Regions from separate parts of the Mus musculus genome. Here regions 1 and 2 are each linked to region 3. Evidence: chromatin contacts called from public promoter capture Hi-C data. All regions are on one chromosome and are shown on one strand. Each heading gives the region's core, a stretch centred on a gene start, on an enhancer-like site or on the middle of the called end of the contact. The rest is flanking DNA. Distances are from core to core; before and after follow the strand shown. Region 1 holds the start of Omd (osteomodulin). Region 2 holds the start of Iars (isoleucine-tRNA synthetase). Region 3 holds the start of Phf2 (PHD finger protein 2).

What was found. Promoter capture Hi-C pulls out the DNA fragments that hold promoters and counts their contacts.
Region 1: a contact with region 3 is called in a promoter capture Hi-C map of liver, with 2.4 times the contacts expected there. The contact joins the promoter of Omd here to the promoter of Phf2 in region 3. A contact is called at or near these places in 2 of 39 promoter capture datasets (both in liver).
Region 2: a contact with region 3 is called in a promoter capture Hi-C map of pre-B cells, with 4 times the contacts expected there. The contact joins the promoter of Iars here to the promoter of Phf2 in region 3. A contact is called at or near these places in 1 of 39 promoter capture datasets (pre-B cells), 1 of 115 datasets of contacts at active chromatin or transcription factors (bone marrow-derived macrophages) and 2 of 9 other capture datasets (adipose tissue and liver).

Annotation. Positions count from the first base shown.
Region 1 is chr13:49,581,098-49,583,797 of GRCm38.p6, reverse strand. It overlaps Omd (osteomodulin), which reads right to left and starts at 1,336. Exons shown (of 3, transcript NM_001360708.1): 1 at 985-1,336. All of the region lies in intron 5 of Cenpp (centromere protein P), which reads left to right.
Region 2 is chr13:49,680,532-49,683,400 of GRCm38.p6, reverse strand. Iars (isoleucine-tRNA synthetase) reads right to left here and starts at 1,271. Exons shown (of 34, transcript NM_172015.3): 1 at 1,198-1,271.
Region 3 is chr13:48,869,546-48,872,364 of GRCm38.p6, reverse strand. It overlaps Phf2 (PHD finger protein 2), which reads left to right and starts at 1,480. Exons shown (of 22, transcript NM_011078.3): 1 at 1,480-1,697. The coding sequence starts at 1,600. It overlaps Phf2os1 (a long non-coding RNA gene), which reads right to left and starts at 1,414. Exons shown (of 2, transcript XR_003950516.1): 1 at 1,162-1,414.

The DNA.
Region 1 (2,700 bases), core at 87-2,586, 710 kb before region 3:
TTTCTTACTTATATTGTCTATTAGAAATATGAGAGATGAAGAAAAAATAAAGCAAAGCAACAATGTAAAATTTAAGAAATTATCCATTAATATGAATTTTGCAAATAACACAATAAGAGTTTCTTTATCATAACATTTCTCTTACTTGAAGAAAAACACTCATGTTTTTAAATGAATGTAGGTCCTAATCCAAATTAATAAAAGTGTTATAATTTACTTAGTTCTGGAAACTTAAAGGTAAAAGCATTGTAGCATGTCACTGTTTTAAAGCTCTTAACCGTTTTACTGATAGGCCATAGAAGCCAGGATATAAAGATCATCTGTACCTGTTAATTCTTGTCTAAGACAACTTTAAATTTAGTCTTTTGCTCTTTAAAAAAAGTGTGTCTCAGTTAAAATAATACATACATGCATACATACATACGTACATACATACATACATACATACATACATACATACATACACAATACATTTAAATCGTAATTAACTTAAACTTAAGAATCCTTTAATAACCAGACAAAATGTTCCTGTCTTGGGAATGATACAAATGAAAACAAACATTCTAAATCAGAAATTTGCCCAGTAGAAAAAATTACAACAAAGCATTTTTTTTTAGCAAAATTGTTTAGCAAATTTTTTGTCATTTAAAATTAAGAGCAGAAAAACAAACCCAAGAAACTAAAGAGAAATTGATTCCTTTAACCGAAGATTCTTTCCCTTTGTCCAGTTTTATTTTAAAAATAATCTAAACAAATATTGCTTATTGAGTCATTTTAAATCAGAAATTTAAACTCACCTTGCTGGTCTTTTTGCTTAAACATTTTGCTTAATCGAAATTTTAATTTAATTTTTAGTCAGATTTTGCTTCCCCGATTGCGCTTTTATGATAAGTGCAGTCTAATTTAATATTTAGCAACCCTAAGACACTTTTGTAACAGTAAGAATACATACTTTAAGAGTTGAAAATTACTTTATCATCATACCTGTTGAGATTGCTCTAGTTTCAGGGACTGATGAATTGGCAATCCTTTAACTGAATCAGAAATGCCTAAATTCTTTAGCGAAGTTTCTTAAAAATCCACAGTAACTCAGTGTGCAGACAGGGCTGTCCTTTGAATTACTGGAGCAATTTAAGTAAATACAATCTGCTTGGAAAACACTTGGGTTGAATTAAAATTTTGTACTTCTTTTCATTATACAGAATTTTGTGGATTCAAAGTAAGATGTTTGTGCTCTTGGTCAGATTTATGTGGCTAACTTCTTTCTTTTCTCCTTAATTTTGGTTTGAGGTGTGGCAAGAATTTTCTCTTAATATGAAAGGCAAACAAGACTAAATGAAACAACATGTACTGATTACTGTTTTTATTTTCATTTTTATGCCAAAGAATTCTTCAGATTAAAGTCCACTGTGACCTGGAGCCCAGTGTCTCAGCAATTTAAGGTGGAATTCAAAATTGTATCCGGTTCCTGGGTTGACAGAGGCTTGCATTCACATCAGTGCTTTCCTTTGACTCTTGACTAAGAATCAGAAGTGGAAACATACAGCATTTCACATCTAGTTTACTTTGAGAATGCAGTAGAGTGCATTGGTTTCACAGATTAAAGGCACAGCTTTCCCACTTATAAAGACTACTAATAACTTTTAAAGAGAAATGAATTCCCTCAGCTATGTATGCTAGTGCCTTGCCTTTCGGCTCAGTACACAAAATAATTTTATAGTCCACTTTGTCTTTAAGTGGGATCGAATAAAAGCCTCTGCTGCTCAGTCACTTCTTCTACCTTTTATTGTATGGATTTAGAAACTTTCTTCATTTGCTGAAGGAGCCCTCCTTAAGAGTTGCAGCTAGCAAGCCTGCTTACTGCAAGGCTACATTTTTGTGCTAATGTTTTCATAGTTAAACAGAGTTAGCTGTGTCTCTTGGCATCAGCTGTTGAGTTTTTTGGAAAGACATTCTTTCAAGCTTGAGAAGTTTTGGTTCTTCAAAACAGTGTTTTCTATTAGACTTTATAAGTAACCTAGAGGATTTATTTTAATGTTTCAGATTTAAGAAAAGTATATAGTATTTCAACGGTGCTTTGGCAACATTGTAAACATCTAGTCTATTACTCGAGACATTGGTATGTGAAATGTGGCAGACCGCACTTGGGCCAAGATTCCATTTAGTTACCGATCTTTTCCATATGTTTCCTATTACTGTCTTTGTTCTTAAACCTCAGGCTTTCACACTCGGGAGAAGAACAAATCTGTATGTTTTTCTCAAGCATTGTTTTAGTCCCCTTATAGTTCTTTTAAAAGATTAAGTTAAAATCAGCCACTTAATTTTTAAATATAATTCTTTATTAATTGTATGTTGTGGTCTTAAAATAGTGATTCTGTTGTTCTTGTTTCTAGATTAGGTAGGAAAATATATCACTAATACTAGAGCACATTTTTTGAAAGTCTAGAACCAGAAGTGGTGATGCACACCTTTAATCCCAGCACTTGGATAGTAGAGGCAAGCAGATCTTTGAGTTCCAGAACAGCCTGGTCATCAGGATGACCAGACCTACACAAAGAACCCCTGTTCCCCAAACAAAAGTGTTTCTAGAAAATTTAAAGGAGGCTAGCAGTGTATATGATGTTGCATTTGGCAGTGACTGAAAATGAAAGAGGATAGGCGAGTTTCTGATTACTGATTTCTTAGGCAACTTCATTGTAC
Region 2 (2,869 bases), core at 22-2,521, 810 kb before region 3:
AAGCCAGTCAAACAGAAACGCCCCTCCACATCCACGGGGTACTGGATTCAGGATCTGTTGGAACACCCAAATACAAGGATGCTTAATTCTCTTATAAACATAGTATTAGCCTATAATTTACATGCATCTGCCGGTGTATTTTAACTAATCTTTACTTATCCTACCTAATACATTTAAATCCTAGATACACAATTGCTATACTATATTGCTTAGGAAATAATGACCAAGACATTACGTTTGTACACGTACAGTACATGTCACTACTACAGACCTAACCACATAGCATGAGCACTGGCTGGTTGAAAGCCCAGATGCAGAACTAGTAGTTAGAGAAGACCAACTCTATACTTTCTACCTATACACTGAGAAACAAAAGAGCAAGTCTCAGATACACTAGTTTGCATTCTGTGAGTTTCTCAATGATTTCGGCTTATTTCTCTAACACAGTAAAAAAGAGAACAAATTCATGAGGTTGAAAACGAAGTTATTCTCTCACATATTCATCACGCACACGTCCCAAGCCAAAATGACAACAACGACCCCCTCATCTTCTGTCCAGACAGGATAGATTTATATAAACCTTGGAGTATAATCTCTGCCCACCTTCAGTCCAAGCCTATAGGAGACCCGGATAAGTTATCTCTTCACACCTCCAAACCCCAATAGTTTGTTCTGTAGGGCCGCCAACAGTGAGCTTAAACTGCATTAGCAGATTCTGTGAGCCCAGGACAAGCGTGCAGCGCATAACCTACCTACCTTGGTACCGAGAGATAAGTACACGCGAATCCCAGCACAGTTGGGAGAAGCCCAGACTCCAGAAAGACTCCTAGGTTAGTTCTTTTAAAACACCTAACTTGGCAGTGACCTCAATCAGATTCCGATCTTCTCTCGGATACTATGTCACGCTGCATTCTCACAACTCCCTGCTCATAAGCCACCAAGGTCCCACTAAGTGAAGGGGGTACTTCTAAGGATCTCAGTCCTCCACCCAACGAGTCAGGCCAGAATCTGCGGGCAGCTCTGAGTTCTGCAATGTTACTCTCCCTCCACGAAAGCTCTCTGGAAATAGCTTTGTGCCCGCAGCTCACTCACAGTGAGAAGCAGCGTGCTCCTTTTTCACCGCCTCGTGCTGTCTGGAGGTTGTTACACGGGCGGGCCTCACTCTGCGGCCCAGAAGGACAAGAGGGTGCGGCTTACCTGGGAACCCGGAGAGCTCGCTCAGGTTGCAGCCTGCGACCACGTTCCGCGTCTGGAGGTGATGCAATACTGACAGTGCCAGGCTCAACCCCTCCGCGGCGCCCAATCAGCGTGTGCCATCCAACACCTACAAACAACACGTGTGGCGATTGGTCCGTGCATAACTGCAGAGCAGGATGGGAGCGTCCCTGCAAAGGAAGGAGAAGACGCTCCAGAGCCCTAACCCGGCAAGTCAGTGGCTACTCAATGTGGCAAAGTTTTTGCCTTCTAAGTCTTGGCCTATGAACGAGAGACACCCTTTCGTCCTGGGTCCATATGTCAGTACTCTCTCTCTCTCTCTTTTTTAAAAGGGTTTGTTTATTTGTACACAGTCTCCTGCCTGCATGTATTCGTTGTAAGCCAGAATGGTGAAAGCTTGGGGTTGAACTGGAGACCTCTGGAAGAGCAGCCAGTACTCCTAACCTCCGAGCCATCTCTCCAACCCCAGTATTCTTAAATATATGTCAATATATGTGAATATTATTAAATATATGTGAGTATATTTGAGATCTGGACATTTGACGCCATATAAAATTAGTTTAGACTCAGGGTCTCTTGTATCTCCTGCTGGCTCCGGAACTCCTAAGCAGCTAAGGAATGACCTTGAACTGCAGAACTTTCTGCCTCCACAATGGGAGTTACAGAAATGTTCCATCACGCCTGTTTTTATATGGTGCGGTGGATAAGCCGGCCATTTGTGCACCATAGCCACACACTGCCAACTGAGTTAGATTCCCAGCTGTGATGGCATCTAAAATTTATGCTACATATGAAACTTCTGACAAGTGACTCCCACAATTATTTTGGGAACAGTACATATTAACCTGGAGACTACTAACCATGTGGTAAATGGCAAGAGAAGGGAAGAGGGTCTGACAATAATCTGAACCCTTTATTGAATGTCATTGCAATGGTTCTTTTCATTTCAAAATTTTGCTTATGTATCATTACATATCTACTTAGTACCCTTCGGATCCGGCCTAGAACAAATGAGAACGTTGACACCAGTCTGTGAAAGTAAGTTTTGGCCTTGATAAATTGACAGCGTTAATTAGGTAAATAAGTGCCTATTTTATTAATGACAGAAAAACAAAAACAAAAAAACGGATTTGGCCTAAATGAAGTAGAAATCTCGGCGAGTTTTAGAACATTTTGATAACTGTTGAGTGTTTTATTCAACAGTTCTAGGCCCTATGGTGTCGAAAATTAGATGCAGTGTTTGCCTGTGCTTCTTGCTTTCTTAATTATGAGTATCCTTATTAACCAGAAATATTTGGAGTTTTTAAGCTTTGCATTCTTTAAATTGCCAATTGGTTCACCTCATGTTTATCCTCTGATCAGCGTGCAGAAATAGAACAAAGGTCCCTGCACAAAGTGAAAGAAACTTATGTACCCATAGGTAGTGTAGACTGGACCAGGCTGTTTAAAAATTGGATTGAGAAACACTATAAACTACTGTTGGGAAGTAAAGGAACAGTTCGTCTAGAAAATAGGTAATTAAAAAACTTTCGCTGGTCGTGGTAGTGCACGCCTTTAATCCCAGCACCCGGGAGGCAGAGGTAGGTGGATTTCTGAGTTCGAGGCCAGCCTGGTCTACAAATTGAGTTCCAGGACAGCCAGGGCTACACAGAGA
Region 3 (2,819 bases), core at 231-2,730:
TGTTTCTTGCCTTGTAAGGGGAAGGACCATCCAGTACAGAGGAGACCCAAGGGGACAGCTGGAGTTCAGGCAGGTAGCTTGAAATGAATTCATTGTGTACAGGTTGACGGGGTAACCTGTCTGCGCCCCCCGCCCCAATTTCCTATCTCCCCTGCCACATGTGTGCCCTTAGGTTACACAGTGCTTGCCCTGGTTCGGATCCTGATTTGTGGCCCTGGGTTTACCTATTTGGGAAGGGTGGGGGTTGGTTGAGGGCAGATTCCATAACAGGCTATCCTCTGAGTTGCCAGCAATGGAGCTGATTGGCAGCCGCACTCTGGGCAGGGATAACTGGGACTCTGCCTTGTCAAGGTAAGCAGAGGTCTGAAACTCTGGAATGTATCTGCAGAGACTAGCATCTCCACGTATTGTGTGGGGACAGGCAAAGGGGAAGCAGATCTAGCAGACAGCTTTCTTCCTAAATATATGGCCCTGCTCATCAGGGTCGACCTGGGTAGGGGACAGAGAAGGACCCTCATTCATATCTCACCAACCAACCAAACAACCAACCAACCAACCAACAAAAAAGCTCTAAGCAGGACAGGTGAGACCAGGGAGCCAGTTCAGAGCAAGACTGCAGGGGCGAGAGCGACAACATAACCCCTTGTCTTCCCCAGCAGTCCTGTGGCTCAGTTGCGACTCACTGGACTGTCCTCCGCTCCTAAGGTCTGTGGGTCTATGGGTTGTAATAAGGGGTCCTGGGCGGCACCAATCCCAGGTAAGCTGTGTCCTACAACAAACAGTTCACTCTCGGGTCCCCTGACTTTTGCCGGAGCATCGGGAAAGTTCACCGGATCGTACGAGGAAGCAAGGCAGCCCCCAGCTAGAAAGAAGGGGAAGGGGAGGTTATTCAAAAGCCAGCAACTCAGTCGCAGTTCGGGATGGGAGGGAGGCTGCCGGGCCCAGGAAGAGGAGGAAGATCCCCCTGTCCATCCCACTTCGGGGTCAGAAGAAAGTTAAGGCCAAGGAGTTGCTTCTGGCTAAGGCAGGGCTGTGCGAACTGTGTTCACGTAGTCGGGGGCAGGGGGCTCCGCGGCTCGTCTCCCTGGGAGTCCCGGGGCCACCCTCTCCCGCGGGGTGCCCCCGAGCCCGGCTGCTGGCTCCCCCAGGCCCGCGGCCCACCTTCTACCGCGGCCCGCCTTCCCGGCGGCGGGAGCGGGGCCCAGGCCGGCGGGCGGAGGCGGCGCCACCCGGGGCGCTGACGTAGCGGCCGCTCGGCGGCCGGGGGTCCCTTCGGTGGGGCCGCGGCTCCCCGCCCGCCGCCCCCGCGCGTCCATTCGCTTTGTGTCCCGCGCGCGGCCGGGCCCCCCGCGCACTCTCAGCCCTGCGCCCCGCGGCCCGGCGGGCGGCTCCCGGCGCGGCCCCAGCAGCCCGCGCCGGCATTGTGTGGACGCGCCCGGCCGCGAGCGCGCGCGCGGGCCCTGCCGAGCGCCCCCGGCCCCGTCCGCTCCGGCCGCGGCGCCCGCGCCCGCCGCCCCCGCCGCCCTCGCCGCGCGGCCCCCGGCCCGGCCCGGCCCGACCCGGGCAGCGCAGCGGCGGGGCGAGCGGCGGCGCGGCAACATGGCGACGGTGCCCGTGTACTGCGTCTGCCGGCTGCCCTACGACGTTACCCGCTTTATGATCGAGTGCGATGCCTGCAAGGACTGGTTCCACGGCAGGTGAGCGCGCCGCGGCCCGCCCGGCCCACCGAGCCCCGCGCCCTGGTCGCGCGCCCCGGGCCCCGCCGGGCACCGCAGCCGCGTTCGGCCGCCGGGCCGCGCGCCCTTTTGTGCCCAGGGCGGGGGCGTACGGCCGCCGCGCACAAAGCGAGGCCCGTGGCCGGGGCGGGCGAGGGGCGCGGGGAAGTTGGGGCTCCGGCCGCGATGGGGCTGGGACCCGGTCGTCTGACAGCGGGGCCGCAGTGGCCGCGGAGGCCAGGAGCCGGACGAGGCCCAGGCCCGGGGCCCCCGCCGCCAGCCCCCTGCGAAGTTGCAGGAACTTTCCCCGCGCGGGCTCGGGGCGGCCGGGCCGGGAGAGGCGGGCGCGCGGCCCGGCGCGGGTCCCCCGAGAGGCGCGACTGGCGGGCTCCGGAGCTGGCAGGGCTCGGGTGGACCGGGGGAACGGTAGCGAGGTAGCGGCCAGTGCCCCCCGTCTGTGCTGGATCCCGGGAACCCCCTCGGGACTGTGTCCTGGCGGGCAGGACCCCACCGGGGACCCCGCGTGCCTACTGGCTCGGGCCGGCCTGCGGGCCTAGGCGGGAGTGCAGTGACAGACCGACGTGAGTGTCTGTGTGTTGGGGTGGGGGTGTTGTGGCTTGGCCGCTCATTTCCTGGCCTGCTCGGCTCCCCATTTCCCTCCTCTCTGCTTCAGGCAGAGGAACCCCAGTTTTGACATGACCTTATGCTCTTTAAGGAAGATGGGGAGGAGGGAAAGAGGTAAGCTTGGAGATACTAAACCCGCCCTCTGGGCCCTTGCCGGTGGCCATGACCTGGCCTTGTGTCTACTTTTTAAGAGCCTAAGTCCCTTCCTACTTAGAAGTAAGAGGAGGAGAAAGAGGTGATCATCCTGCTTAAACTGCTCCAACAGGTTCTCTTGTGTTTGACTTTGCCTGTGGGATGTGCTTGGGCCTCAAGAGGGCTGGCCTGAAGCTGGACAGGTCTGTCTGTCCCCTGGGTGTGAGTTTTTAACAGCGAGTAGCAGGCTGGAGGGAGAGAACGGTGTGTGGTTCTGGACCGTCCCTGACCTTCCTTCTAGAGAGAAGACCCTTCTGATATCTCACATCCAGGATCTTTAGGGAGTCT